Regions from separate parts of the Zea mays genome. Here all the other regions are linked to region 1. The links are chromatin contacts, called in public Hi-C maps. All regions are on one chromosome and are shown on one strand. The core of a region is the stretch at or near the end of the contact, and the rest is flanking DNA. Distances in the headings are between cores, read along the strand shown. Region 1 holds the start of LOC541667 (ribosomal protein L17). Region 2 holds the start of LOC103653200 (ubiquitin carboxyl-terminal hydrolase 1). Region 3 holds the start of LOC100382753.

What was found. Hi-C and Micro-C count contacts between places; a contact is called where the count stands out from the background.
Region 2: a Hi-C map of ear shows a contact between it and region 1, with 2.3 times the contacts expected there. The contact joins the promoter of LOC103653200 here to the promoter of LOC541667 in region 1. A contact is called at or near these places in 5 of 25 Hi-C or Micro-C datasets (ear, leaf and tassel).
Region 3: a contact with region 1 is called in a Hi-C map of tassel, with 5 times the contacts expected there. The contact joins the promoter of LOC100382753 here to the promoter of LOC541667 in region 1. A contact is called at or near these places in 2 of 25 Hi-C or Micro-C datasets (ear and tassel).

Annotation. Positions count from the first base shown.
Region 1 is chr4:46,200,147-46,202,749 of Zm-B73-REFERENCE-NAM-5.0, forward strand. LOC541667 (ribosomal protein L17) reads right to left here and starts at 1,325. Exons shown (of 7, transcript NM_001111420.1): 1 at 1,283-1,325; 2 at 1,168-1,204; 3 at 1,021-1,061; 4 at 1-96. The coding sequence starts at 1,285.
Region 2 is chr4:45,787,725-45,790,327 of Zm-B73-REFERENCE-NAM-5.0, forward strand. LOC103653200 (ubiquitin carboxyl-terminal hydrolase 1) reads right to left here and starts at 1,303. Exons shown (of 6, transcript XM_023302344.2): 1 at 984-1,303; 2 at 1-890. The coding sequence starts at 881.
Region 3 is chr4:46,583,041-46,585,643 of Zm-B73-REFERENCE-NAM-5.0, forward strand. LOC100382753 reads left to right here and starts at 1,285. Exons shown (of 9, transcript NM_001175468.1): 1 at 1,285-1,524; 2 at 1,663-1,784; 3 at 2,144-2,197; 4 at 2,546-2,570. The coding sequence starts at 1,342. It also overlaps the pseudogene LOC109945713.

The DNA of each region.
Region 1 (2,603 bases), core at 75-2,574:
GGGAATTGCCTGCTTGTGAGCAATAACATCCTCAAGGTATCGCTTAGCCTTGGTCAAAGGCAGCTTGCGAAGCGCAAAAGCTGTCTCCCTTGTGTTCTGCAGTAATTTTACGAGTTTAATAAGAGATAACAGAAAGATAATCAATCTCAGAGTCGCCATCTGAAATCTGATATCAACTAATCACTGAACTGAGTATCACAGTATGCCTAAGTTGAATGTGGGAAAGCACAAAAAGGATTTCAAGCTTATACAGATCGCAAAAACCCAGTTGCAGGTTCATAGGAAAGCCCTATGTGCCAAAGCTTCTAACTATAATTAGAGAGAATTCACCTAGAATATTCTGTACTTTCTAATGACCACTGCATGGTATACCTGTGCGACTTGTGACTAACAAAGTTACAAGATCAAGTAGAGGACACTGACAGAGCAATGCTTTAAAATCAACTTAAAGAGACTCAGGGCAATGTTTTAAAAGAACAAGAAAAAAAACTGTCAATTTATCAGTCCCCATGGACATGAGACTTATTATGTCTCATGAGATAGCTCACAATAAAATCAGTAATCCTGGGTTCCCCGAAACTTAATTTGGAATCAAAATTTCACTTTGAATCAACGATTTTGTTTGAGGTGTAACTAGCATGTCAACTCAGTATTTGAAGTCATCACACACACAAAAAGTATTTGAAGGCATAGCATGTACAAGTTTAATGAAACACCAGCATCATTCAGGCACGTCTCCAGAAACAAAAAATAAATGTCTAAAGATGTCACATTGTCTACAAACCATTAGTCATGGAAAACAACACAATGGTCCATAGGTAATAATCAACAATGTGTTTATGTCACTAAAGTAACGCGGGAACTGCTCATATGAATAACATAGCAGAACCTTTTACTCTTTAGGTTTCGACAATCTAATCCATCCATGCATGACATCACACTTATGTTGACACACTACTTTGCACCTCAAACCAGCATGTTGAAGAACCTATCAAATCAGCATGAAGAAACGCAACGCACCTTGAAGTGGACCCTCAGGTCCCTTCCCATGGCCTTGGCCGCTGCACAGACAACGCCAAACAACCCAAAATAAGCACTACAGATAGATGGAAGGACCTCAAACGCAAGACCAACGCACTACAGGAACAAAGATAGGCGAGATCTTACATTTGGTAGGGTTGCCCGGCTCCTGCGAGTACTTAACCTGCGACGCAACAACGAGATGTCAGTTAGAAAAACGCATCGAAGCATGGCGCCATGTTGGCGGAGGGGGTGGGCTGACCATAGCGGCGGCGAAGGAGCGAAGAAGGAATGGTCGCCTTCGCACAGACAGTACGCACTGAGGATGCACCGAGGGGGCGGCGCTGGCGGTGGCAGCCTTAAGAGATGGGAAACCCTAGTGCTAATGCGCTCTAGAGGGGCCCGGATGGGCTTGCTGATCTAATGGGCTGAAGTGTGCACGGCCCTTGTGGCTCAGAAGGCCATGTATGATCCGGCGCAAAACACCCTGCCCAGTGTCCACAACTCAGGGCTCTTTGCAACGCAGCAACTTTTCCTGTTTTTTAAATGATTTAATTTCTGGGGAATATGTATGGTTTCTGTAAAATTCCTATGTTGCAAAAGGGATCTTATACCTCCTCTGGAACCTAATTTTTTCCTGTTCCTATATTTTCTATGAAAAATAAATTAATACCTATGAAATTCTATCACATCAGGTTTTAGGGGGCAAAACCACATGCATAACATATGTGTGTTAGGATCTATTTCCACACATATGTCGACATCACAAGGGTAATATATCAAAAGAACAATGCATAAAAGCGTAAATAAAGATTATATTAACATAGTACACTTCGAACAGACATAATGTCTTAACCTTTATTCATCAAAGTACAGCGAAACATGGACATCCTTCCACAGGAAGATGACCGGGGGTATCACTAGACTAGCATCCATGGAGTTCAGTATCATAACTTCATCTTCAAATTTATGATCAAAATTAAGCAAGGGTGAGATCACTTATGGTCGGGGCTCAGCAAGTAGGGGAAAATGCAAGGTAACACGGTAAGGCTAAAGTTTAATGCGATTGGCATTTTAGTTGGTCAACATTTTATTATCAACACCTGATTACTAGGTATAAGTATATACCAAACCCAATTAAGCATAATTCATAACCGGCATGCACTTAAACCATTTGAACAAATACCATCAACATGAAGCTCAACCTCTTGAGCGAACCACTTAAGCATACCGCTTAAACAAAACCGATCACGATTTATTTCCATCTTGAAAATCGCCTAGAGGGGGTGGATAGGCGGAAACTGAAATTTACAACTTTAAACATACTACAAGCCGGGGTTAGCGTTAGAATAAAATCCGAGTCCGGGAGAGAGGGGAAAACAAATCAACCAAGAAAATAAAGTGGATGACACGGTGATTTGTTTTACCGAGGTTCGGTTCCAATGAACCTAGTCCCCGTTGAGGTAGTCACAAAGACCGGGTCTCTTTCAACCCTTTCCCTCTCTCAAACGGTCACTTAGACCGAGTGAGGCTTCTTCCTTAATCTCACAGGTCACTTAGACCCCGCAAGAATCACCACACAA
Region 2 (2,603 bases), core at 53-2,552, 410 kb before region 1:
AATCGTACACTTCTCAAGAGTTTATCTGGGTTCAGCATGCCTCCCGCAGAACCAGCAGCGCTCGCCTCCACGAAAAGCTCCTTCAGTGCCATTCCAAGGTGGCCCGGCGGAGTATCCGGCCCTAGCATCCTTGCCCGCAGCTTGTCGAGCGCGAGGAGGCACTGCACCATCGCGTTCATGTAGCATGTGTTCCCGCGGTTTGGCATCCCTCTGATAGCATAGCCTTGCGCATTCACGGACCCGAGATCGGCGGCTGCACACCATGCGTCCCCGAGATTGAGCAACACGGTGGCGAGATCGCGGGACATGTCGAATCCAAACGCATGACCACCGCCGCCGCCGCCGCCGCCGGCCTGAATCTCGCCCGTTATCATCTCCATCTCGTCTGGCTCTGGATACACAGGCACTTCGTGTTCGCACTTGAAGCAGAATCCAGCCTGTGGATCGTCGAACATCGCGGCAACCCAATGCTTTTCCTGGTTGGCGTGGTCCTGAGCGTGTCCGTACGGGATATAGCTCGTCGAATCCCCGCAGGAATGCCGGCCGCATTCCAGGCACACCATGATCCGGCGATACATGGGCCGGCCGCCGGGCCCATCGGCCTCCTCGCGCCGCCGGCCCCGGCAGTCCTGGCAATTCCCCGCGTCGTCGGATAGCAACGACGAGATCAGAATATCATTGTGATAACTGTCCGTGGGGACGTGATCGCAGCATGGATCGTGGCCGGTCATCTCGGTACATTCCTCCTGGCCTAGCAGATGCTTCACTTTCTCCTCCTCCTCCGCCGCCGATGCGGCCAGCAAGTCCAGCCGCGGAACTTTGGAGTCCCGCGACCGCGAGCTCTCGTCCGCCTCCCACGGCCTCGCCCTCGTGTCAGCCATCACGTACGCCTGGAAGGAAACAAGGGATCACAAGAAATAAGAGAGTCGCATGAATGATGAATCCCAATTATTGGACCCGAAACCACCAAGCAAACAACAAACCCTACGAAAGCAAAAGCAAATAGCCAGCTGCGGGTTAGGGATTGGATCGGGGCCTGCGGGTTAGGGATTGGATCGGGGCCGTGGCAGTGGCACCGAAGAAGCTCCGAAGAAACTCGATCGCGATCATTCTAGCCACGATCAAGTAGACTGCGGGTTAGGGATTGGATCATGGGGGAGGGAGAAGCAAAAGCAAGATGGACACAAGTCCGACTCCGACAGAATAGAAAAGAAACAGGAGAAGGGAAATAAAACAAACTGCCGGCGAAAATGGCGCCGGAACTGAGGGACCGCGGCGACGCCCGGAACCGGAAGGGTTTTGGAGAGGGATTTCGCGTGGCGAACGCGGAGTGGAGATTTGCGATTGGGCTGATACTGGGGCCCATTTTGTCAAACTAGAACGTGCAGTAGCCCATCGGCTACTCATGGGCTAAATGGCTTTGCTGTGCAAATGAGATGAGAACCTCCCAAGTGCCAACCTTTGGACATCCCTCAACTATCTCTTCCTCAAGATTATATCAAGGATAAAACTTACGAAGATTCTCCATGTTCGAGGGAGCAGGAAGTGGATGGAGGTCCTCAAGTCGGTGTTGATCTTGCAAAAAAGATATAAATAGCAGGCCTGTGCTAGTGTATATACATCATGCTTGGCATCATCATTGTACTAGATTAGCTGTGTCCTTTACCTTGAGTGTGGTATGTTCCAGCCTTTTGTAGTTTCCTACATACGACATTACAGATTGAAAATTAATAAAACATGCATCATTAAAAAAATAACATCCTTAACAAGAACTTGTTCTCGAATCAAGCGTCCTTTAATCTGGCATTAGAACTCCAACCATGTTTTGCAAGGATCTCCATTGCCACCATCTCTAAGGCTTGACATACCACAAGAATCTCTTGGTGAGCTTCTTGTTTCTGCAATAATCTCCAGAGTCTGAGCCAATACATCCCCTGAAAAGAACCTGCAAAATTGATGGTATTGGTTTAAAATTAAAGGCCGCATCATTACGGCACAACCAAATAGACCAAAACATTGCTGCCACTCCAATTAAAAGTTTTTTCCGATGAGCTATTCCCTTGTTAGTAGCCCAATTCTCAATTATATGATTAATATTGATGGGTCTCTCTATGTTGAAAGCAAAGTAAATAATTCTCCAAATGTTCCTGATAAGGTAACAATCAAAAAAAATATGTTGAATAGTCTCATTCTGATTACAAAAGCAGCATTTCATACTTCCTGTCCACCCACGTTTAGCTAAATTTTCTTTAGTGAGAATAACTCCTCTCCCTAAGTACCACAAGAAAATTTTAATTTTGAGGGGGATTTTTAGTTTCCAAAGCAACATATTATGGGTTAAAGTGGGAGTATTCATTAGAAGGCGGTACATTGACTGGACTGAGAAAACTCCATTTCGGTGAGGTCCTCATAAGAATTTGTCCTTCGAATGACCCAAAGGAATAGATGCGAGTAAAGTTGATAAATTATGCCACTCGACCCGCTTCACCCCTACAATAGCTCTGCGAAAAGAAAGGTTGGGTAAATTTCCATTCATAACATCTTTGACTAAAGCCTTTCTTTTCCGCACGATATTAAAAAGGTTTGGATAAATGACCTTAAGC
Region 3 (2,603 bases), core at 35-2,534, 380 kb after region 1:
TCCTGCAATTTGGTCGGTCGGTGCGGCGATTTGGTCAGGGTTGCTTCTTGGCGAAGACAGGGCCTCGGGCGAGCCGGAAATATATTCGCCGCTGAAGGGGGGCCTCGGGCGAGACGGAAATCCTCCGGGGTCGGCTGCCCTTGTCCGAGGCTAGGCTCGGGCGAGGCGTGATCGATTCCCTCGAATGGACTGATCACTGACTTAATCGCACCCATCAGGCCTTTGCAGCTTTATGCTGATGGGGGTTACCAGCTGAGAATTAGGAGCCTTAAGGGTACCCCTAATTATGGTCCCCGACAGCGCTGATTCAAACACTACTCTGGATACCTGCAGAGTAAAACATGCACTGCTAGTATAGTAGTACTGTCATTCTTCCCTAACCTCATAGTCAAGCCCCTCTCTACAAATTATTCAGATAACACAATAGTTATCACTGAATTGGTAACCATCGGTGTGCATAACACAATATTTACCAAAATAAGAACCAACGTCGCCAGTATGGGGCCAGTGAGGTTAGGGTTGGACTTGAGCACGATCTGCTCGAGCGAGGATGATGATGTGAACAGCGCGGGCGGCGCCGAAGCAGCCGAAGATGGAGAGCGTCCGGAGGTGCGGCAGGCCACGCAGCGAGGCGGGGTCGAGCCTGGCCCCGGGCCTGCAGGGCGGGGTGGTGACGTCGGGGCCCAGGTGGAGGCGGGTGGCGCGGAGAACACATGCTTCGTCGGGCGCGAGCTCGCACTGCAGGCTCGGCCACGGCGTGTCGGTGTAGGGCCGCGGGTGGAGTTGCGGCCACGTCGTGTCACCGAGGAGGTCCGCCATCACCTGAAAGATGGCCGCCAGCTCCGCCCTCGATAGCTCCAGCGCCGGCGCGTCCCCTCCGGGGATTTCGGGTGATGGGGATCGCATCTGGGAGGGTGAGGAGGGCGCGATAGGGAGCGGAGCAGAGGCAACTGGGAGGGTGAGGAGGGCGCGATGGGGAGCGAAACAGAGGGGAGGATGTCGGGGATGTGAGGAGAGGGGACAAAACCGTGCACCATAAACGGCTACACTATAGTCTTAAGTAGTAATAGAGATATGCGTCTTATACTCTCATGTCAAACTAGCTTCGGGGAAATGTGTGAGCCTCGTGAGTCGTGAGGTGAGCCATTCTGGACGGTGGCGTACCTCAGACTCGCCCCGGAATGAAAAAGGCCGAGCAGGGCGGGGTTGTGCATGGGCCGGCCCAATTTCTTGGTGAGGTCTACGTGAAGGTAGTGGAACGAGATCACCTTCCGAGACGAGAAAGGAATCACTCGTTTTCCTCCGGGCACATTCCTCCGAGTTCGGACGGCAACGCCTTTTATGGCCGCCGTTGCCTCCTCCTTCTCGCGGTTCTCCTTCCGCTGCGCCGTCTGCCCCTCCCCGCTCCGCGTCCGCTTTTCGCAGCCCCATCCGCCCGCGCGGCTCCGCGTCTCCTCCACCGTCGTTGCTCTCCACAAGCGCAACCCCAAGCGGCTCAAGTACGCCGCCGAGCGCCAGTTCACGGTACCTTCTGCCTCAAGCGCGTTCTTCTTTCTTCTTTTAACTCTCCGGCTCTCCGCAACAACACTTGCCTTTCGCGGGCTTTCTGGCGCTGACTGCTAAGAACAGTCTCTTTGGTGGCTGGGTTTTGCGCGAACGAAGAGAGGGGATGCCGGGTTGCTGCGGGTGGAGGTGGAGCCCTCCGGCGGGGACTTCTGGAAGCTTGACCCCATTATCGACCTCATCAATCGCGGCGCCGTCGGGGTGATCCCTACTGACACCGTGTACGCTGCTCAATGCTTCACTTGGAAGTTCTGTACGAAAATCACATACCCCAATCGCAATTTTTGAGCATATACTACCAATTTCTATGCGATTGTTGCAACTTGCAAGCACATAAGTTCTGTAATAATGAAACAACGATTTCAGCCTTGAGCTTTTACAAGTTACAACCACTTACAATGCAAATGCTGCAGTATGTGCTTTGTTTTGAAGCAGATTGGTTCCACTAAATTTGAGCCTAGGAAAAATACAGCAACAAAAGATTGATAAGCTGCATTTATCCTATTTTAAATATTTTTATATGTTATATTTAAAATATTCTTGGTTGACTACAAATAACATGGGGTCATACTTTTCACAGCTACTCCGTCGTCTGTGACCTGAGTAACAATGAATCGATTGAGCGCCTTCGCAGGTAAATTCACTGCTTTGATCATTTTGGTGTAATAACTGATAAGTGATGGAGTCCAATGTTTGCTTAGAATCTTAGGCATGAAACAAGCAATTTCTATACTATATAAAGCACTGGTTTCCACGGTTTCCACCGTCGTCGTGCTCCTCCACATTTAAATGGTAAAAAAGCTAAAATTGTGCACAGATGGAGATTCAAAACATGGTTGTTAGCTCCAAACCCACATTCACACCCACCTAACCAGCTGTTTTTTGTGTTTTATGCTCTATAATTATAAATGGAAACCGTAGCAACGTACAAGTACTTTGCTACTTAGCTCTAACCAGTACTATATGCTTGTTGTCGATGCAGACTGAAAGGCATTGGAGACTCCAAGGCAAGACTATCGGAACTATAGAGTCAATTTGGG